Regions from separate parts of the Delphinus delphis genome. Here region 1 is linked to region 2. Evidence: chromatin contacts called from public Hi-C data. All regions are on one chromosome and are shown on one strand. Each heading gives the region's core, a stretch centred on a gene start, on an enhancer-like site or on the middle of the called end of the contact. The rest is flanking DNA. Distances are from core to core; before and after follow the strand shown. Region 1 holds the start of MXD1 (MAX dimerization protein 1). Region 2 holds the start of LOC132435327 (histone H3.3-like).

The links. Hi-C and Micro-C count contacts between places; a contact is called where the count stands out from the background.
Region 1: a Hi-C map of lung shows a contact between it and region 2, with 3 times the contacts expected there. The contact joins the promoter of MXD1 here to the promoter of LOC132435327 in region 2. A contact is called at or near these places in 2 of 3 Hi-C or Micro-C datasets (lung and muscle).

The regions. Positions count from the first base shown.
Region 1 is chr12:31,217,207-31,224,521 of mDelDel1.2, reverse strand. It overlaps MXD1 (MAX dimerization protein 1), which reads left to right and starts at 5,101. Exons shown (of 6, transcript XM_060026429.1): 1 at 5,101-5,393; 2 at 6,141-6,240. The coding sequence starts at 5,321.
Region 2 is chr12:31,086,566-31,093,945 of mDelDel1.2, reverse strand. LOC132435327 (histone H3.3-like) reads left to right here and starts at 5,227. Exons shown (of 3, transcript XM_069541268.1): 1 at 5,227-5,244; 2 at 5,917-5,955; 3 at 5,957-6,316. The coding sequence starts at 5,227. The coding sequence ends at 6,316. LOC132434823 (a long non-coding RNA gene) reads right to left here. Exons shown (of 10, transcript XR_009521429.1): 3 at 3,293-3,353.

The DNA of each region.
Region 1 (7,315 bases), core at 3,852-6,351, 130 kb before region 2:
GGAATCACAAAATACGTGACCTTTTGTGTCTGGCACCTCTTGTGCTGCTTTTACATAGCATAATGTTTTCAAGGTTCATTTATGTTGTAGCATATATCAGTACTTCATCCCTTTTTATGGCTTATAGTATTCTGTTCTGGGGATATACCGTATTTTTTTAAAAATTATTTTATTTATTTTGGCTGCGCTGGGTCTTCATTGCTGCGTGCAGGCTTTCTCTAGTTGTGGAGAGCGGGTGCTACTCTTTGTTGTGGTACACCGGCTTCTCATTGCGGTGGCTTCTCTTGTTGCAGAGCACGGGCTCTAGGTGCACCGGCTCCGTAGTTGTGGTACGCGCGCTCTAGAGCGCAGGCTCAGTAGTTGTGGCGCATGGGCTTAGTTGCTCCGCTGCGTGTGGGATCTTCCCGGACAAGGGCTCGAACCCGTGACCCCTACATTGGCAGGCGGATTCTTAACCACTGCACCACAGGGAAGTCCCCACATTTTTATTTATAAGTCATCAGTTGATGGGCATTTGGGTTGTTCCACTTCTTGGCTATTACGAATAGTGCCACTATGAACATTCATATACAAGTTTTTGTATGAACATATGTTTTCAACGCCCTTGGGTATATAACTAGGAGAGGCACTACTGGGTCATACAGTAACTCTATGTTTAACTTTTTGAGGCACTGTCAAAACTGTTTTCCAAAGCAACGGCATTCTTTTACATTCCCACCAGCAATGTATGAGGGTTCCAGTTTCTCCACATGCTCTGCAAAGTTTCCTTTTCCTTATAGCTTATCACGGCCTGACACACTCTATATTCACCTGTTACTGTCTAGTTCTTCCACTAGACTTTGAACTTTCAGGAGTAGCGCTTCTGTCTTGTTTGCTGCTGTAGCCCCGGCACCACACAGTGCCTGGCACACAGCAAAGCACTCAATAAATATCTGTTGAATTCATGAATATAGTTCAGTAAACTTTTTTCACTTAACCACTTCCCTTGGTGTTTTTTTTAAATTAATTTTTATTGGAGTATAGTTGATTTACAATGTTGTGTTAGTTTCTGCTGTACTGATACAGCAAAGTGAATCAATTATACATATAAAAATATCCACTTTTTTAGATTCTGTTCCCATATAGGTCATTACAGAGTACTGAGTAGAGTTCCCTGGGCTATACAGTAGGTTCTTATTAGTTATCTGTTTTATATATAGTAGTATGTATACGTCAATCCCAATCTCCCAGTTTATCCTTCCCCCCTTTCCCCCTTGGTAACCGTAAGTGTGTTTTCTACATCTGTGACTCTATTTCTGTTTTATAAATAGGTTCATTAGATTCCACATATAAGCGATACCATATGATATTTGTCTTTCTCTGTCTGACTTACTTCACTCCACTTTCCTTGGTTTCTGAGTTAACCTTTAGTTCCCCAACTCATAAATGAATACATTTTTCCTATAAAAATTTTAAAACATTATGACAGCTAAATCTGTTTTGCACAGCCCTGGTTCACTGTGAATCCTTTGTGGTGTTTACTTCCAGATCTTATGCATGTATGTATGTAACAGAGTTAGTGTTGGAAATGAGGAAAATACACAGTTTGGCCTTCTTTTTTTTTTTTTAACACAAATAATATGCTTTAGGGATCATTTTACAACTTATTTACTCAGCACTGGCCTTGGGGATGTTTCCATGCCAACGTATGTACCTCTACCTTTTTTTTTTAACTGCTACATAGTGTTCAGTGTAATGTATGTACCCTTGTCTAGCCATTGCTCTATTTTTAAAGTAGCAAATATTTGTGGAATAACTAACTTTTGCAAAGCAGTGTTTTTAAAGGTTTTTAAATTTTAATTTTCTGATATTGGGTATCATGATATTTGAGTGTCCAAAGTAGCCACAAAGAAAGGGACTGATATTAAAGCAGAAAATTACAGTTCTGATTTTTACACTTAGAAGAATAAAATCAATTCCTCAAAAACTTATAAAACAGAATTCATTTTAATGTCATAGTGGTTAACTATGTCAAACTCAGTTATAAATAGTGTTTTTTAATTCAGCAGTTTGGGAACTTTTTAGACAGTTATATAATATCAACAGTTGTCTTCCCTGCCACTCTGAGGTACTCGCTGAAAAGCACCTCTCTGGCAGAGCTCCTGTTGCATTTAATGAACCTTCCCCTCAGCACCGGCATTTACATACTGTCCTATACCCACCTGGAGTATAAACCCCTCAGAGGAAGGAAACTGGGGCTTTCTAAAATATGTAGTAAGGATTATCTGACAAGTATAATCTTTTGTGGTTCCCATTTTCAATATTTTCTTTTACTCCCCAGTTCTATTAGTTTAGCTTGATGCCTGATCAAAGATATAAACCATTGTCAGCCTACGTTTATCTTATTACAGATAGCTTTTTATTTAAAATTCTGGTCATAAAATTCAGGTTCAAACATTCTGGAATTTCGAATTCTTATTTTGGGGGTTGTGCCTATCTGTCAGTGCTTATGTAATGCCTTTGAAGTGCTAGATGCTGGGAGTCACCACTTCTACTTTGTTTTAGGATTTCATTTCTTTTTTCAAAATGTGTACTTTCAGATTATCTTATTTAACTGGTCATTGTAATGTATTTGTGTAAAATAATTTCCAGAAAAACAAGAAAAAACCCTTTGTTTTATACTTACTGCTTGATGTCCAGTAGATGGCACCAAATGCCCTTTGGAGTTCTTCATGATACTAATTCCTGGTTGGTATTGCTGGCTTACTGATCTTGTCTTCCACCACTGCCAAGGAACAGAAAGGGGTCCATTCTTTAGTCTAATTCTCTGATTGTTATATAACTTAGTATTTTTGTTTGGAGTTTAAGATAGACCTGTTGGTGTTTAAATGGTTCCTTGCCATATCTCAGATTTCAAACTTTTTTCCTTTTTTAATTTTGTATAAGTGTGATTTTCAGTCAGGGTAATTCTAGGGGAAGAATCATGACTTTGAAATAAGACTGGGTTTAAAAAAAAGAGTTGAGGGTAAGGGAAAGAGTAAAGAGAGTCTGAGTGTTCATAATAAAATCAAAGAGAAAATATAGAAGTATACAAAATCCAAAATTAAGGTAATGAAATCAAAGTGTTTTTACTGTCAGTTTGGGCTCTTTAGAATTTCACTATGATTTTCAAATTTGTTTTACAGATAACTTGCAGTTAAAACATACTCTTTAAAACTTATATCCCCATTCTTCTAGCTTTTTTGTGCTTTCTTAAAAACCTTTATCTTCAGTGGTAAAGGTGAATATTTATTAGTTTTCATAAAGAATCACCTTTTAGGTCCAATTAACCATTAAAACCAGAAAATATGTGTTCTGTATGTCAGGCCTGGTTTACTGCGTATTAATTCTGTTGAGTTTATTTAATTTTAATGGATTTGTCAACCATTAAAAAGGACACATTTAAAAACTTACCATCATAATGTGTTTCTTTGTTTTTCCCCAGTGTTTGAGTGTCATTGTTTGTGACTCATATAGAAATCCGTCTCTTAGTTGTCTTGTTTTTAGAACAGCTACCAACTGGAGCATTGACACCATGGGCTCTGAGTGAAACAGATCTAGGTTCAGTTTCCATTTCTGGCTGAATGGATGTCTAGGAAAGTCATTTAGCTTCTTGGGCATCAGTTTCCTCATGTGCAAAATGTAGATAATTAACCTATCTAATGGGGTTATATTGAGGATTAGCAATAATGTAGGTAAGTTACCTGACAGGCTATTGTTTTCACATATTGGCAACAATAAACTTTTCTAAAAAGCTTTGTTAAATATGTTCATGCTTTACTCATTTCTATATTCAGGACTCTCAATTTACGAAGAGTTTTATTTCCGTTTCTTAAAATGAAGATGTCAGTATATTAACAGAGTAACTTGGGTCTTGAGATAGCTTAGGGAACAATTCCTAAATAAAGTTTCTAGTTCTGTCTATGTACATTTATATTGGTACCACACAAACACCATTCATAGCCGTCTTGAAAAGAAAGGATTCTTTTTGAGTGTTCTCCTCTAGAATTAAAAGGGAAGGAAAGACCCCGAAAGAGATTTATGTCAAAGAATCTCAGAATTCAACGCCAATCTGTAGGTACAGGAAGTTTCTGAGCTTTTAAAACCCAGTCGCGTGAGGGAGTAATTAGCCAGCACTTGGGGCGGGGGTAGTGCCTAGTGCCTTCGGAGAGCTCAGCTCTGTATACAGCCTCCCTACTCCAGCGCTTTCTGAGGAGAGAAAAAAACGCTGGGCGGCGAACACTGGACAGGAGACAGGCTTTTCCCCCGAGCCCCTCAGCCACGTGGCGCTCGGCGGAGCCCCAGGCCCACCGCCCTACCGTCGGGCTGTCTGCCGCTCTCCCTTCGGAGAGATTCGCGGCTGGGCCCTCGACCTCGGGAAGCCTGTAACCTCCGGGTCTCGGCCGGCAGGCCCAGGGATCCAGCCCCGAACCCGAGCGGGGCAGAGCGCCCAGGTGACGCGCGGTGCCAGCTTCCACTCGAGGGACGCCCAGCAGGTCCCCGGAACTTTTCCCCAGAGACAGGTCCCGGCAACAGGTCCGAGGTGGGGTCGGGTGGAGCCGAGCCCGGCGGCAGCCGGTGAATCAGCGCCGGTCTGCGCCCGGGTCAGCCCTGACGGCCCATGCCAGATCCCGCGAGGAGTAGCCGAGCCGCTGACCACCAGCCATTCAGGGCTCGCTGGCTTGGGGAAAGGTGACGTCATCGTAGCTGGGCGGTGTAGGAAGGTTCCACCAATGGGATACAGGCAGAGTGGCTTGCTTTCTGTAGCTCTTGGCCAATACTAACAAAGCAAAAGGGGGCCCGGTTGTCGGTATAGAACCAATGGAAAACAGGGAAGGAGCACGAGGCGGAGTTGCGAATCCTATCACCAATTGGAAAGAGAGGGTGGAGCCCGGGCCTTATCAAGCGTGACCAACCAGCGAGAGGAGCGGACACTGAGGGGCGGGGCTGTAATGCCTTCCCCCAATCGGACAGCGCCAGAGGCGGGGCATTCTTTGGGGTGCCCAATGAGGAACGCAGCCGAAGCGGGCCTGTCAAGAGAAGGGGCTGGGGGCGGGGGGACGGTGAGTCGGAGATAAACACTCCGCGGCGGTGGCGGCTGCTGCTCTTCTTTGGGTTCTGTCACGGTGTCGGTGGTGCTCGGCTCACCGGTCCCCTCCCCCTTCCGGCGAGCGTGGTCGCCAGAGAGCTTCTCTCAGCCCTGCTCTGCGGGGTCCACAGCGGGGCGTGGGTGTCCGGCGGCAGCGGCGGCGAGTCCGTGGGCAGTGGGGGTTGGTCCAGTGGCTCCGGACCCCGGTGCAGAATGGCGGCGGCGGTTCGGATGAACATCCAGATGCTGCTGGAGGCGGCCGACTACCTGGAGCGGCGAGAGAGAGGTGCACGGGGACGGGAGGAGTCCGGCCCGAGCGGGGACTGGGGGCTCTGAGGGGCCCAGCCGCAGGTCCGGGTGCCCAGCTGCTCCGGGGGTAGTTGGAGGAGCTGAGAGCGCGACCTCGAGCGCTCCCAACCCCTCCAGCTCTCCCCACGCGCGGTCCGAAGGGAGGCCGTCGCTGCCCCAAAGGCAATGAATGGGGGTGGAAAAGGGACCGCTGCCCCGGGGTCCGGAGCGCCGCCCGCTCCGCACCCCGTCGCGAGTGGGGGGCCCGGGGCCCCCTCAGCCAGGCCCTTGGTTTACCTCACTGGGGCTCGTCCCGGCCGGCCCCCAAGTGGGCCTGGCGCCGGGTCTCGCAGACGGAGGAGCAGCGCCTCCCCTGCCCCACACCGTCCCTCCCGGGCTCTGGCTCCCGGTGTTTGCCCCGCACCTTCGCCTGAGGCTGGTCCCACTTAATACACACCAACCTGCTGGACGTTGCCAGTGGGAAACCCAGGCTCCAGGAGACTTGCTGTCTTTCTCAACAATGAGCAGCTGGAATGCTCCTTACACCTGCTCCTCACTGAGGATATTCACTCAATTAAAAAAAAAACCAATCATTGTTCTAAGAATTCCACCTTGCTCCGTTTAATTATTTCCACAATCTTCTTTTAATGAAAAATAAATCAATCTTAAAAGGGAAATACTGTGGAGGGGAGAGAGTGTTGAATGTTCGGGGCTCATTCATTAACTGGATCCTCCGGTTTTCTAGAAGCTGAACATGGTTATGCCTCCATGTTACCATACAATAACAAGGACAGAGATGCCTTAAAACGGAGGAGCAAATCCAAGAAGAATAACAGCAGTAGCAGGTAATTTGGTAAATATTTCCCTTTCTCTTTTAGGTTATACTGTAGATGATACAAACTGCAGAATGGACGTTGCCTGTTGTGATTATAACAGGGTTATAATCATGTAAATGAAGTGGCGATCATGATTCAGTAATGTACACATGGTCTTAAGGCGTTGGAGGAAGCCCTTCTATTTGGGTTGAGGGGACTGAAAAGAAGAGAGAAATGGAAATGTTTTCTATTTCTTTATGAACTTTTTTTAAAACTTAATTTTGCTTTTCTTCCCTTTTGGAGCAAAACTCTGTGGAAACTTCAAGTGAGATTAGCAACAGTGACAATATTTTGCCTTCAGAAGTTGCAGATTCAGGGCAAGTTTTCTATAATTGAAAATACTGGACATTATCCACTTTTTACTTTTCATAGTAAAGATTTTATAGACGTGTTAAAGTATTTGACTTGGCATAGGTGATAGGATTTCATATTTGACATGTAAATTAAATACAGTTATGTGTCTGATAATCTAATTTGTCACTCTATTTATAACGGCAAAGAGGAACGACTGAGGCTAAAACCTGCCTTTTTGGTGATGCAGGAACATATAATATTAAAATATTAATATGCCACAACCCTTTTATGTTAGCCTTGTAGTTCTTGAAATTTGTAAATTTCACTGGGAAGTAAATACTGGTTAATGGTCAATGAAATCACATACTAAAACCCTGAATGTACTTCTTGGTACATGTTGAGTACTCCACTAATGCTATTGCACCCTTTTTTCCCCCTCTTTGCCCTTAATATATGTTAGCTAGGAAATCTGCTTTTATTAGACTCATTCAATTATACCTTTTATTCCAGTAAATTAAAAACATTGACATTTTCAACACTGATTTAGAATCCTTATCTGTCTCCCATTCTCATGAAAATTCCCTGCGAGTAACTGTATTTGGTTAACCTCTGTGGCATAATACAGACAACTAAAAGCCAGAGGTTTCGCACTTAAACCTTAAACTCCCTTGTCCTTGCTGCCTCTTCTGTCCTTGATTCACCCCATTGTCCTTAGCACTGGAAGAACCACAGGATATGAGTGAACAGCACA
Region 2 (7,380 bases), core at 3,978-6,477:
TGAATAAACAAATAAATTTTTTAAATACATAAGGAAAATTTAAAAAAATTTTTTAACACAAAAAGAATCATTAACAACAACAAAAAACTGGAAATACCTTAATGTCCCTCAATAGGAAAACAGATAAATAAAATACAGTATATCTAGTCTATGAAATATTATACAGTAGCCAAAAAGAATGAGAAGTATCTTTATGTACCAACATGGAATACTGTCAAGGCACATTACTGAATCAAAGAAAGAAATATAAAAATGATACATAAAATGTGACCCCATTTGTGTAAATAAATAAAACACGGCAATAGCATTTTAAATATTTTCTGGGACTTCCCTGGTGGTCCAGTGGTAAGACTCCACGCTTTCACTGCAGGGGACACAGGTTTAACCCCTGGTCGGGGAAGTTCCACATGCCGTATGGTGTGGCCAAAATAAAAAAAAAAAAAATTTCTGGGTTCATACGTATGTATGCAAACACACACAGAGTGTGGGAGGTACACTCTAAACCACTAACAGGTTGCCTCTGGAAATACAGAAATAATTGAAACAGGGGAGCGGGGAGCAGGAGTATTCAAATTATCTACAATGTTCTGAAATTAACAGTTGTCAGTATGTTCGTATTTTAATTCACAACAGAAAAATGTGTTCCAAAACTGAAAATTCATAATACTTGTGTAAACCGTGGAAGATTAAATGTGATGTTATCTTGACAATGTTTTAAATTTTAGAGTCACATTTTATTCTGATCTGAATTTTTATCAAGATGCTAAAACTGGTTTGTTTGAAACTAGTTTGTCATACATACTGTGCATAATCATAGTATTTATTTTCTGGGACTATTGTGAATGTGTAGACTTATGTTTATTGCTATGGGAACAATTATTTATAAAATAATATTAAATCCAGTATTAGCTGCCTATTTCAGACACTTAATACTTGCAGAGACCCATGTTACACTTACTACACTGAAGTTTTTGGTTGTTTGCTTTTTTTTTAAATTTATTTGGCTGTGTTGGGTCTTGGTTGCTGCGCACAGGCTTTCTCTAGTTGTGGCAAGTGGGGGCTACTCTTCGTTGTGGTGCGTGGGCTTCTCATTGCGGTGGCTTCTCTTGCTGCGGAGCACGGGCTCTAGGTGCACAGGCTTCAGTAGTTGTGGCACACGGGCTCAGTAGTTGTGACTCGCGGGCTCTAGAGCAAAAGTTCCGTAGCTGTGGCACACGGGCTTAGTTACTCCACGGCGTGTGGGATCTTCCCGGACCAGGGATCAAACCTGTGTCCCCTGTATTGGCAGGTGGATTCTTAACCACTGTACCACCAGGGAAGTCCCAAGGGTGAGTCTTTTAAAAAAAAAAAAAACTTCAGGACTTCCCTGGTGGCGCAGTGGTTAAGACTCCACCTGCTGGGCTTCCCTGGTGGCGCAGTGGTTGAGAGTCTGCCTGCAGATGCAGGGGACATTGGTTCGTGCCCCGGTCCGGGAAGATCCCACATGCCGCAGAGCGGCTGGGCCCGTGAGCCATGGCCGCTGAGCCTGCGCGTCCAGAGCCTGTGCTCCGCAACGGGAGAGGCCACAACAGTGAGAGGCCCGCGCACTGCAAAAAAAAAAAAAAAACAGAGGCTCCACCTGCCAATGCAGGGGACACGGGTCGAGCCCTGGTCCGGGAAGATCCCACATGCCGTGGAGCAACTAAGCCCGTGAGCCACAGCTACTGACTCTAGAGCCTATGAGCCACAACTACTGAGCCCCTGCGCCACAATTACTGAAGCCCGCGTGCCTAGAGCCTGTGCTGCACAACAAAAGAAGCCATCGCAATGGGAAGCCCGCACCCGCAACGAAGAGTAACCCCCGCTTGCCACAACTAGAGAAAGCCCGCACGCAGCAACGAAGATCCAATGCAGCCAAAAATAAATAAATAAATAAGTTTATTTAAAAAAAAAAAGAATCACCCTCACTGCTGAAAGTAAATGGACTCTTAGGGTGCAGATATTAGTGTTCCAAAAAACATGTGATTATATTAAGGTAGTGGTAGCAGGAAGATAATCTTGATTCCGTTGGGAATCTTAGGTTTTCTCATACATTGGGAAAATAGTTTTTCCTGTACTGCTGAAGTTTCTTTTTGGTAAACAGTACTTTCTAAAAGAGAAGCATGAAGGAGAAACTGAGGTGTGTACATTTCCTCAAATGGCCAGCATTGTAAAAGATACTGTGTATCTTGCAATGAACAGTGTGGAAGCTGTTCATTTTTCAATCTGAAGTAAAATACATTCAAGAACTTTAAAAAAAAAAACTACAGTGTTTTGATTTTTTTAGATTACTATATTCTCTGTAAAATTAAAGATGAATTTTTGAAAAAATAATGGGAATTTCTGTACCTTCTACTCAGTTTTGCTGTGAACCTAAAACTGTTCTAAAAAATAACTCAATTTTGAAAAGTGGGAAAAGAGGGAGGCTACAAAGGACATCCTTTACTTCAGATAGTAAATTTTCTCTGTTCCTTCCATCCCCGACTGGCTTGATGTTTAGATCTTCTGGCTTGCCATCTGCCCATGTCTGAGAAGTTAACACCAAGCCCCCTAATTCCAAGCTCCATCCTGAATCCTTGGCCCCAGGCCAAGTTTGGCCACAGATCCCCTAGACTGGGCCAGAACCCCAGGAAGGGGGGTCAAATACCAAAGTCCTAAACAAATATGGGAGAATAAGTACAGATGCCAGCTTCAAGGACAGGGATCAGGTGGCCTTACAGGCCAGCAGCAGTCTCAAAGGGGAAAAAGTATTTAAAGATCTGGAAGCAGCTCTGCAGTGCTGGAGGATAAGGCTGGGGGGCAGTCAGGCAAAACTGGGCGAAGTGGTACGGGCAAGTTGAAGAAACAGCCAGTTCCACTTATAAAGATTCCAAGTGAAGTGCCATAATATGGTGGAAACCACATTTACAACAAAAGGAAGAGGGGAAGCTGCATTCTGTGAAGGGGTTGGGGGCATGGTGGGGGGTTGTCTAGGGATTATCTAGAGGAATCACTCCACATCAAAGCAGCAATTCCAGGAGGCACAGTATAAAAGTTTAGAAACTGGCTTCTTCCTGAAAAGAAGGTTCTATAAAAGAGGAGAAAAGACACTGAAATAAAGCCTTTCCTTCTTCAGTAAACCAAAGGCAGAGAGATCATGGTAGATCTCTGGTGACCGTGCTCTTAACTTTCAACTTTCTGAGCCTGAAAGACAACATATTTGGTCTACATGTTTTCCTGGTTACCCAAAGAGATGACACTGCCTAGCTGAGGTCTTACCCAACAGCTGACTCACCATCAGTCTGTATCACAGCCTGCTGCGCCTCATGCCACACACAGTCACATACTGGGCGGCTCTGGAAAGAAAACAATCTGGTGTGAGCTGTCAAAGTCCTCTCGGTACCTGACCTCACCCTCTGGGGTAGGTTTCATTTCAAAACTGAAAGGGACAGAAGGGCTAGGGAAATCCAAAGATCAACAGAGCCAGGGACAGGTGGTTCCCAGCAGAAAAGGGTCCCAAGCTGGAACTCAGAACAGAAACCAGACCACTGATAAGACAGTTTATGGTATCTGTCTCCAAGCCTTCAGATGCCATTCACATATTTTCCAATATTTATAACAGGGCATGACCACACTTATCCAACTTCTGACAACTAAATATCTAATTCTCCAAATGTTCAATCAACTTCCTGGCTTTATTAAGTTTTAGAGCTTTGGGGTATCTCCAATAACTGGGATACTGGGGGTGGGGGTGAACTTCTGAATTTTGCAGTCCTTCATATGGGCCATATTTTAATCCTAACGAATTCTATCATCTCCTCTTCCTTCTTCATTTCTTCATGACCCCTTGGAAAAATTCCTGTCTCACTAAAAAATTTCTAATTAGTTCATAATGGCTCTCTCACTAGAGCAATATTCAATACAATGAAAGTGTACCTCATTAAAGGAGTCAGGTTATTTGCTTGAGGTTCATTTTAACTACCTGAGTGACCCTTAGGTAAGTCACTTAATCTTTCTGGGCTCAGTTTCCTCATCTATAAAGTAAGGAGGTTGGAAACAGAAGGAAAGCAATAAAACTTCCCTGAACTGAGAAAAGACTTAAGTTTTTAAGTCTAAAAGGTTTATCAAGTGACAAGCAGAGTTTTGTTTTTTTTTTAAATCAAACCTAAGCCTATCATGATGAAACACTAAGCATGAAGAAAAAATTTACAAACTTTCAAAGAGAAATGGTTATTACTTACAGAGGAAAGAGAAACCTATTGGCAGTGGATTTTTCATCTGTATTACTAGAAACTGGACAGTACAAGGCTGCATACTTTGTAGAGACTAGGACTACTATTCAAGAATCCTTGGGAATTCCCTGGCGGTGCAGTGGTTAGGACTCTGTGCTTTCACTGCCGAGGGCCCAGCTTCCAGCCCTGGTTGGGGAACTAAGATCCCACAAGCCGTGTGGCACAGCCAAAAAGGAAAAAAAAGAAAAAATCCTAAACCCAGCCAAGATATCATTCATACATGAAGATATACACACACACACACACACACACACACACACACACACACACACAAATAAATAAGTAAATAAATAAATGGACCATCCATGTCCCTTTGTCTAAGAAAATCACTCAAAGTATCCTAGTCAAATTAATATTTAAAACTGGAACAAAGCTGAGAAAGACAAAGTATACGCAAGACATGTTTCCCCTCCCCCTAAGAAAACCTTTTCGTGAAATTGTACCAAGTGACTTCTGATGGCATTTCCACGTACAAACAGAAACTGTCCTATACACAACCGTCCCTGGCAGTCTGGGTTTGCGAGTTGTACATCACCTAGTGGCCTGATGAAGTAAATGCAGTTTCATCAAGTGCCCGGATAAACTTCCAGCCATTTTGTGATCTCTGACAGTGTGTACGGGGCAGCAGCCTGATGTCTTAGAGATTCTGAGTAGGGAACTGCAAACCCACCAGGCTCATATAGAACTGTATAGATTCAGCTCACTAACCATCCGTTCTCCAAGGATGTGGGAAGGGTCCACACTTTGTGCTAACTAATCACAAGAAGTGAAGCATAATTTGTTGCAAGGCTGCACTTACAAATAGTGAGAGACAGAGAATGCTTTTGTGCAGACCAATCTGAACTGAAAGCCAAGTTTAGATGCTATGAGAAAACTGCAAATACTCCTTATAAACAGGAAGAACATCTCCAAACATTCACAAGATTGGATGTGGAAGATGGATTACATTTACCCTGTATGGTTCCAGGAGACAGGCCTATAACTGATGAGAAGATACCTCAATTAGATTTCAATTCAAAACAAGAAATAATTTTCTATTAGTGAGAGCTACTCAACAGTATAATGGGAGAAACCATAAACAAAATGAAAAGACAATCTACAGAATGGGAGAAAATATTTGCAGACAATACAATCAACAAGGGCTTAATTGCCAAAATACACAAACAGCTCATACAATTCGATAACAGAAAAACAAACAACCCAATCAAAAAATGGGCAGAAGACCTAAACATACATTTCTCCAAAGATGACATACAGATGGCCAACAGGCACATGAAAAGATGCTCAACGTCGCTAATTATTTAGAGAAACGCAAATCAAAGCTGCGATGAAGTATCACCTCACACCAGCCAGAATGGCCATCACTAATAAGGTCTACAAATAACAAATGCTGGAGAGGGTATGAAGAAATGGGAACCCTCCTACATTGTTGGTGGGAATGTAAATTGGTGCAGCCACTATGGAAGTCAGTATGGAGGTTCCTTAAAAAACTAAAAATAGAGTTGCCGTATGATTCAGCAATCTCACTCCTGGGTATATATCCGGAGAAAACTCTAATTTGAAAAGATACAGGCAGCCAAGCTCCAGCTGAAGGAGAAGTGGGGTAAGTAAGGAGGTCTGTACAAAGCGGGCTGCCTACAAATCGACCCGTGGTAAAGCACCAAGGAAGAAAGAAACTGGCTACAAAAGCCGCTTGCAAGAGTGTGCCCTCTACTGGAAGGCTGAAGAAACCTCAGCGTTACAGGCCTGGTACCGTGGCACTCAGCGAAATCAGACGTTGTCAGAAGTCTACTGAACTTCTGATTCACAAACTTCCCTTCCAGCATCTGGCACGGAAAATTGCTCAAGACTTCAAAACAGATCTGCGCTTCCAGAGTGCAGCTACCGGTGCTTTGCAGGAGGAAAGTGAGATCTATCTGGCTGGGCTTTTTGAAGACACCAACCTGTGTGCTATCCATGCCAAACGTGTAACAATTATGCCAAGCGACATCCAGCTAGCACGCCGCATACGTGGAAAACACCCTTAAGAATTCACTCTGACGGGAAATACTTCTTTCTTCAAAAAAAGAATTTCTCTTCTTCCTGTTATTGGTAGTTCTGAACATCAGATTTTTTTTCCCCATGGGGTCAAAAGGTACCTAAGTATATGATTGCAAGTGGAAAAATAGGGGGCAGAAATCAGGTATTGGCAATTTTTCCATTTTCATTTGTGTGTGAATTTTTCATATAAATGCGGGGACATAAAGCATTAATGCAAGTCAAAATGTTTCAGTAAACAAGTTTCAGCAGTTCAATTTTATAACAATTATATATAAACCTGTTAAATTTTTCTGGACAATGAAAAAAAAATACAGGCACCCCAAAGTTCATAGCAGCATTATTTACAGTAGCGAAGACATGGGAGCAACCTAAATGTCCATCCACAGATGAATAGATAAAGAAGATGTGGTACATATACACACAATGGAATATTACTCAGCTGTAAAAAAAAAGAAAAGAAATAATGCCATTTTTGGCAACATGGATGGACCTAGAGATTATCATACTAAGTGAAGTCAAAAAGAGAAAGACAAATACCACATGATATCACTTACACATGGAATCTAAAATATGATACCAATGAACTTATTTACAAAACAGAAAAAGACTCACAGATATAGAAAACAAATTCATGGTTACCAAAAGGGAAAGGTGGTGGAGGGGGATAAATAAGGAGTTTGGGATTAGCAGATACAAACTACTATATATAAAACAGATACACAGGGTACTTCCCTGGTGGTCCAGTGGTTGAGAATCTACCTTCCAACGCAGGGGACACGGGTTCGATCCCTGGTTGGGGAACTAATAATATCCCAGAGGCCGCGGGTTAAACTACTGTGCCGTGTGGTGCAACTACTGAGCCCGCGCACTCTGGAGCCCACGCGCCACAACTAGAGAGAAGCTCGCATGCCACAATGAAAAGCCCACTCACCGCAACGAAAGCTCCTGCATGCCACAACTTAAACCTGACGCAGCCAAATTTAAAAACAAACAAACAGGGCTTCCCTGGTGGCGCAGTGGTTGAGAGTCCGCCTGCCGATGCAGGGGACAC